Linked DNA regions of Drosophila melanogaster: region 1 is linked to region 2. A link is a contact called in public Hi-C data. All regions are on one chromosome and are shown on one strand. The core of a region is the stretch at or near the end of the contact, and the rest is flanking DNA. Distances in the headings are between cores, read along the strand shown.

Region 1 (4,168 bases), core at 908-3,407, 260 kb before region 2:
GGGTTATCGCTTAATCGCATCGCTTGTCAGCCACCCGACATCGTGCACTGCAAGAAATATTTATTAACTACATTCATGGTTATTAAAAACATAATGATATTGAGCACTGTTTCGGCTTGCGAATAAATCTTTTTGAAAAATAGTCCACAACCCATTTACATTTTTTCAAACATTACTTAATATTAGCTAAATCCATATATAGATAATATTTTACATATTTCTTGAATCTGCAGAAAATTAATTATTAAGATACATATACTACAAACTTTGTAAAACCGAACGTAGGTACTTTAAATTTCATTTACTTGTTATTTATTCGCTCACTGTACCGATTGCTTGTTTTTTGCTGTGACTCCTGCTACTGTTGCCTTTGTTCTCTGTTTTGGTATCGGTTTCTTGTCTGTGGCTCTTACACAAATCCTCCTTTTGGTAAAACCCCCTCCTTCGCCGATTGTGTCCTTTTGTGGCTCCCCTTATAATCATTTTTCAATAAACAAACAATTTCATGGGCGGCTTGTCTTTTGGCAAATCGGATCTAAGCCTCAATAAGCAGCCAGCGACAAGACGCACTTCCTCGATGGCCCCGCCTCCGATTTACCGAATCCTGATGGCTATCTGGGGCCTTGGGGTTACCGCAAATGCCCTTTCCTTACACTGAGCAACAGGAATTCCAGTCGCATCCAGTTGAATCCCCGAATCTGATTGGAGTACGCTATTCCATTGTGAACAACATAGATTTTATGGAATGTGCTTTAGGTACTTTGTGGCTAAATTAGAAAGATGTATTTACTCATAAGGTGTGACTAATTGATATGACGAATTCAAATTATAAGTATATAAATTAGGCTTATATGCTTTAAAGTTATATTAGTTTCACTTTCTACAAAAGGTTTTCTCACAACTTTATTGTCCAGTGTTCGGCCAATTTCGAACTGCCAGCCAGTCGATTTCTATAGATTAATAATTGTTGCTTTTTCTTTGGCTTCCTCGTTTAATTCCACTCTCCACTGAAATAAGATACAACATTTTTGTGCATTTTAGTAAGGGCCCAGGCGATATCCTGATAAATTTCAAGTCAAACAAATGGCTTAAGCAGGATCCGGAGAGTAATTACTCCAAGTAGCGAGAAAAAAGCGGAATGAAGGGATAACTCCGGCCATCCTTTGTATTTGTGTGATTCCAGCTTTGATTGTGTGTGTGTGTTTGAGTGGAAGAGCGGGATAAAAAATTCAGCAATTTCCCTGGATTCGGGCTGCTGCCCTCTGGACTCATACCCGCTTGGGTTTTCACTTGAATCTGCAACGAATTGCTAAATTTTAACTGAAACATTTATCCACCAAAGCACTAAATTATTCCTGTCCCTATAGAGAACTGGGGTGAGCTCAGTGTCTCCACGGCTCCTTTGTTGTATTTGTATTCATGTGGCAAATCGGGGACATTATCGTCAGCATCGTCATCAGCATCAGTATCATCAGCATCAGCAGCTGCAGTTCGTGCCAAAAGTCGTAAGAAAAACAAAAAATGCCAGAGAAGCAGACAAAAGTCAAAAGCTGTTATAAGTCTGTTTCACCCTTCTCAGTTTTCCTTTCTAGATTGCTGCATAGCCTCATTATAACGGATATAATCCTAAAACCGTAGAAGAGTTTTCACAAAAATAAATTACATCTTTGTAATTTCAAAATTATGTGATTTCTAAAACGAATTAAAATTAATTTTAGTTATTTATTCGCTAAATAAAACACAGTTACACAATTTAATATAGATTTGTTACCAATATGTTATTCGAATTAACACATAACGCAAGACAGCAATTTTTTTAATTCGATTCAGTTAGCGAGTGATGACTGTAATTCCCTGTGGCTCGACTTGGAGCTCGTCATTAATAACCGCGAATTATAAATTCCTTTTTTCGCAGTCACTGCGGTTTCCTTGATGAGGGAGAATAGCGGTTGGTAGTGGGAAATCGCATTTCCAGACAGCTTCATTTTCCGGCAAGGGGTTGTGAATAGGGTGGGGTGGGTAGGTTGTGCATTGGCTACGCATATTCGTTTCATTTGCTTCTCGTTTGTCGTTATTCGGTTTCATCCTGTTCCTTGGCTTTTCCCTCCTGTTTTTTGTGCCAACGTAAGCGCTTTTAATTTTCAGCTTGCATGCACAAAAGTATGCAATATGTTTTTGCTGACCCCCTTTGAACATCAACCCATCACTGCTCCACTGCACTTATGCATGCATGACATGGACGATGGGCGAGAGGGAGTTGCAATCGGGGCATGCCGGGCTAGAGCTCGACAATAGCTTACATAAATTTTAAGCTCCATTAGCAAAATGTTTCAGTTTCGGCCCAGAGGCGACGTGTGCAACTCTGCCCCTTTCGTACCACACCTGTATACGCCTCTCTTTCGGCCACCCGGTAGCTGTCCCTCTCACACACAGCCCAAAGTTCAAGTGCAGCAAAAGTTTCGGGTGTTGTATTATGCGAATTGCATATTACATAGAGTTGCAACCATTTTTGTTGGACAATTTCAAGTGAAAACTTTTGGCTTAGCTTAAGCCCCAGAGCTCATTTGTATATAAATTAAGAGGGAGCGCAGGGGTGGCAAAATAAAAAGATGGTTATCATGAGTTTAAGGTAACTGTTTATAAATCCCTGGAACAGATTCAAAGGCAACACACCAAACCAAATGCTCATCCTTTGAGGGCCTGAAAAAAATCCCACTAATTGCAAATAAATTAACTCAGCTAAGCTAATGGTCAGGCTTAATCTTTCTCTCCGCAAAGAGAAAACCACCAAAATAAACAATTAAATTGGCCAAAAGAACGCCAACGGACTGCCGACCAGCTGATGGCGGCATAAAAATCAATTCCAACCAACTGAAGCGGCCAAATGAGTTGCGGAAACTATAACTTACCAAGGCCAACACAGAAGCACATCGTAAACTTGGCTGATACAGCGCCCCTTGGACCCCCCTTCCCACGCCCTTTGAGCCACACAATGAATACAAATTGCTCGGTAAATAAACAAACATCTCAATAAGGAGCAAATTACTGACGCCAGTCAGCGAAAATAACACAACAACAGCAGCAACAAAAAGAAAACACAGTGGAGCAAACAAACTTCAGCAACTGAGAAGGATAGATGGAAAATTCGGTGATGGCGGTGGGAGGAAAGACCCCAAAATAAACACAGCCAAAGGAAAGAAAAACCAGCTCACCCACACATATGTATAAGTATAATCGCTTCAATGGAAGGAAGCTAAAATGGCATATAGAAAGAGAAATGTGCAATGCATGACAATAGCAACAATTTGGTTACTGAGCCTCTGGCTGCAGAGAAAGAAAAACTGTTGCTTACTCTCAGGTGGATTACAAGTTTTTTTTTTCATATGCCTACTTGTTGTCTAATTCATGGTTACATAGTTTATTTAATCTTAAAAAATATCACACCCTTATAATAGCAATTTTTTGCAGTGTACCGAAATGTGATTGTGTGTGCTGCTAATGAATATAATGGCGTTACTCAAATGACGCCCCTGTTGGCCGTTTCAGTTGTTGTACCCCTTGTTGATTCAGTTGCTTCTACTCATTCAGTTGCTGTTGGCATTGATGTGTGAGAAAATTGCTTAGCACCGACACAATTGCACATAGACTCGTCCTTAGTGTCTGTGTGTCGGTGGCTAAAGCAAATAATGAGCGTAAATCATGGTTTATCGATAAATATGGACAAAGGCACGAATATATAGCTGGTCCACGCTCTGGGTTTATTGATATTCACGGAGGATGATGCTCATGAAAATGATCATAGGGAAAGGGATTACCCATACCAAAAAAATATAAGAAAAATAGGAAACATAAGATTGGATTTTTTTGGAAGAAGCAAAATATAATAATGATAATAGAAATGCAAGAAATTGTACAACGGAAAATTAATGTGTAATGTGTAAAATTGAAGAAACGGCTTGTCCTAGCGAAAATTAAATTATAATTAAAAAATCAATAGAATCCAAAGCCAATTAGTGCTTCTATAGCTTTTCCCTTCGATGAACCGCAAAAATCGCATGCCAGCAAAATTGCACACAAATTTAAAAGCCATCCCTCCTGCGAAATTATAGATATAGAATGGCACGCCCCTTTTCTTATATTCCCTGGCCCAAATCAAGTCCAGGCCGTA
Region 2 (4,300 bases), core at 720-3,219:
TTTGCGTCGGTAAGACGGCATCAGCAAGTCATGTCAAATTGCAAAACAAAAATGAACAAGCAAACACCAACGGCCAGCAAACAAACAAGTTGAGGATAACAAAAACATGGGCATTACAAAAATGCACTAATGTTTATACACAAGACAAAATAATGCAATGCTGAGAAGGAGAAAGCGTAACAATAACACGAAATCGGAACTCAAATAATGACTTTGAGCCAAGACTGTGCGTGGTAAATTGATGAAATTTCACATATATCAAATGACACAATTTGCTACATATTTCCACAGTCTGCGGTTTGTCGAAAAGTTTTATACAAACCATTTAGCAAAATCTTAAGGCTGTCAAACACATTTTCGCATACTCTGGTCAAAAAATTGATTGCACACCTTTAGGTGAGAATTTCTTAATTTTTAACACGTTTCGAATGAATATCAAACATTTTAATAGCAATAATTAAATTTAGAAATTAAGGCCAGCATACTTTGATATTCAATTAAATCGAAACTTAGTTGGCATTTTAGAGAAACTGAAATTATGTTGTTTCGGTTTTTTGTTTAGGTCTACAATTTTAGCTTTTCTCGTATGTTCATTTATAAATTGTGCTAAATCATGTGCAGAAATATTTTAAAATTCAACTAAAGTTATCTGCCATATTGCCCCAATTTGCCCACGAATTTTTCTACACTCCTTTCAATTATAGCATAGGCAGAATTTAGCCAGAATGTTCTAATTAATACCCACACACACACATTGTCATCAAGGACTAATAACAAAAAATTCAGGACAACCTAAAAAAAAAATTTTAAAAATGCGGCTCCACTACTCAACTTTTTACGCTTCAAGTTCAACGAAAATAAAAATGAGAAAAAATCAGCTGCTGCAGCAAATATTAGGCACACAAATGCCAGCAATCAAAATGCAGAGCTGTAAATAGAAAAAAAATCAAGGGACTGAGGGAGGGTCACTAACAAACAAACTACGACACGCTTGGCAAAAGGCTTATTAAAAACGCATAAAAGAAAACGGCACGTTTACAAAGCTGGCTCACACGCACGCACACACACATGCATCGCTTGCAACAAACACATACCCACTCACACACACACATATGCACGAGGCACTCGGGCGCATAAATCCGCGCTAAATGAGTTTAACACTTGGCTTAATAGTTTGGTTTTATGAAAGGCGAAAAAAAACAAGAAAACCCAGCGGGGAAAAAGGCAAGAGGAGCAAAAAGAACACGACCATGGGAGAAAAAAAAGGATGGAAAAATAGGCAAGCAAGCGGAGGGAAAAATAGGTTCCATAGCATACTTTTATGCGCAATAGAAAACTTGCAAATCGCTTTTTGTTTTCATTGCAGGCTAAAACAGGCGGCTTCAATGTGGGTGGGCGGCTCTGAGCCAGCCGCCTTTGAGCTTTTAGCCGGGCTTAGTTGTGTGCAGTTTTCGTTTTTATTTCTATTAGCAGACTGGCTTGGTCCACTGACTAAATGAAAAGTGGAAAGTGGGCGGAGGCGGTACACCCACGTCGTTGCAAAAATATACGACTTTTTTCAATGAACGAATGCACACGGAGCGAAATCGCACTGTGTTCGCTGTGTAGGCGTCTTAAACTCCAACACAAAGTCAGACAAAAATACGCTTTAGATGAGCAGCGGATGGGATATTTACAACCGTGACTCGTAGACACCAGACTTATTAAAAAAAGCCACTGGTATAAAAAGCGTCTCCGACCCTATATCGATGTATTTTTAATCCGAATCTGTCCGTCTGAATATGCCTTGATTTCGCGAAAAATATAAGGCTAGCAGATTCTAGTAACGCCGACGCAGCTTCGGAATAATATTGTTCAATAAATTATTTTAAAATGTTTCCTTCGCACTTTAACTGGATAAGTAACATGTATGTTTTAACTCGACTTTAGCATTTTTCCTTGATTTATTTTAAGGCCAACCAAGGTCAGTAAGTTTTACTAAGCTTGGCTAACATATAAAATAGTCAAGAGACAAAGTCAACTATTCAAGGCTAAATCTCTGCACCTCAAAAGAGTCGACAAGTAATTGTAGTATGAGGTATTCAAATTTCAAGTTACAGTAGTGCAGCATGTGGAACGGCAAAGTCAGTAGTTAATATTTTACAACCTTTTTACTTTCAACATAATTACAGTTGCGGTGTCTGGCGGCACGCGTTTCAAGCACTCTGAAAAACTATTTGCGCACAGGTCCTGGCGGAGGTCGTGATGCTTTTCAGCTTTTCCCGGAGACCGGGAAGAGGAGACAGACACACATGCTGGGCACATACATAATTTAGCACGGCACTTGGACAACATTAACGTGTGTAGCCTAGCGCTGAGTGCTGCTCCTTCTTCGCCTGCTGCTGTTGGAAAACCTAAACGGATACGCCGCACAGACACACAGACACACTGACAAGCGGACAAGGACACACCCACACAGACACAAAAGTGCACCTGGTGTGCCTACGTATATACACATTATCTGACGTGCACGGGAAATAATCTCACAGACTCTCAAGAACAACAGATTCGATAAAGGAATTTATATTTCTCAAATTCAACAATTTTACTTTGGTGTAAAGTATTACTTTTATTCAAACATATTTGTTGCATTGTTTGTGTACACCGCGTTTGCCACTTCAAGTCTATAAACAGCTCAATCAAATGGCAAGGAAAAATATTTGCAGTGCATAATATATTTATTCCTTTAATACATATATAATTTTGCGCAGCTTTTTGCAGTCGCTCTTATATTTTATTGGTACCACATCCTCTGCCAACGCAGGCTGCACTTTAATGTCCCCCTTTTTTTCGACCGCCCTTTTCTTTTCGTGGGCCTTGTTTTTTTCATATTGTGCTTACCTTTGCTACTTTATGTTTAAGTGCAGCTGCACAAAATATACCAAAAAGGACATCACAGGGCGGCGAAAGAAGAAGAAGAGCCCAACCTTAACAAGCAAACAAGCGATGACAAGCTTTTCCTTGCCATCTGTGGTGGCACTATGTTTTGGTTAATACTTTCTATTTTTTGCGGTTGCTGCACAAATATTATTCATTCAGAAAAGCTTTAAAAGTGTGCATGGCTTTTTCCTCAGCTGATGATCATTTTACTCAGCTGTGCCAGTGGCTCACATGTTTTGGGGCTAAAGGAAAATCGTACCACGAATTACGAAATTCAAAATCGTGAATTTTTTAATATAAAGTTATTAAAAATGAGTGTACTTTATTCCAATATAATATAATATAAGTTTAGTTGTCAAAATTCCTTAAGAGTGTGTTCGTTCTAGTACTTCATAATTAACTTTAAACCATTTGCCTAACATCTAGGAATCACAATTTTCCCTTGTGAAAACCATGAAAACTTCTTACCCAAAAGTTGCACATTAAAAATTTGGCACTAACAAACAATGCAAGACGACTGCGTGACTGTGTGCGTGTGTGTGTGCTTAAGGACATCCCGTGTACTCCTCTTACAAATGTATCCTTACCCAAGCCAACGAACAAAAAAAGGAACGTTTGTGATGGTAAATCTTTACAGCTAACAATTAAGTCGCATAACGAACGTTTCTGGGTAGTTATGGATGGCTGGGAGAAGAGACAAAAACGAAAACTTTTTATTACCACACACTTGCGGGCTTTTGGGTAACTTTTCTGCTGCTTCCGATAAGCAGTTCCGACAAACTTTGCGCCATATAAAACCCCACACAGCTTACAGCGGGAAAACAGTGACTGCAAGTACAACTCTTCCAGCTGTAAGCAAAACTAACTAGCCGTAGTGAAAGACAAGTCGAGGCCGAAACCGAAAACCCACTACCCACAACCGAAGCCAAACTACAGCGGCAATTAATTTTGCTCCCCGTCCCCGTCCATTCGCCCAAAAATGGAACAGGAAGCCAATGAAACGTGCCGGTACTGGAGTGTTATCATTATGGAGTATCTTGTACCATTTAAATAATTACAAACTAACTAACTAACCGAAAAACAAAAAAAAAAAAAGCAATGGTAAACGCATTGCGTGCCAAACGAGCGACATTTGAAGGTGGTTCGTTTTGGATTTATTTACCAATGCACAAGGTGGCAATAAAAATTACACAAAATAAAATTGTTTTTATTGCCCCTCAGTATTTGTTTATAAATAGTTTGCTCAATTACTTTCGTAGTTGTACAGTTTTCCCTACCGATAAGGCAACCAGTTAATTGGGCGCAGATACCAAATGTGGTTAAATATGCCTTAGGCTGGCTAATTAGCTAGGCCACGAAAAGGAAATTGTTATTATATTTA

Evidence for each region. Hi-C and Micro-C count contacts between places; a contact is called where the count stands out from the background.
Region 1: a contact with region 2 is called in a Hi-C map of the Kc167 cell line, with 1.6 times the contacts expected there. A contact is called at or near these places in 13 of 107 Hi-C or Micro-C datasets (the Kc167 cell line, the OSC cell line, the Ras3 cell line and 3 more).

The regions. Positions count from the first base shown.
Region 1 is chr2L:17,203,275-17,207,442 of dm6, reverse strand. The region is part of intron 2 of beat-IIIc (beaten path IIIc); the gene reads left to right. Among named protein-coding and RNA genes, the nearest start is that of Grl36a, 23 kb to the right of the region's middle.
Region 2 is chr2L:16,943,043-16,947,342 of dm6, reverse strand. lncRNA:CR43053 (long non-coding RNA:CR43053) reads left to right here and starts at 1,969. Exons shown (of 2, transcript NR_124313.1): 1 at 1,969-2,123; 2 at 2,172-2,620.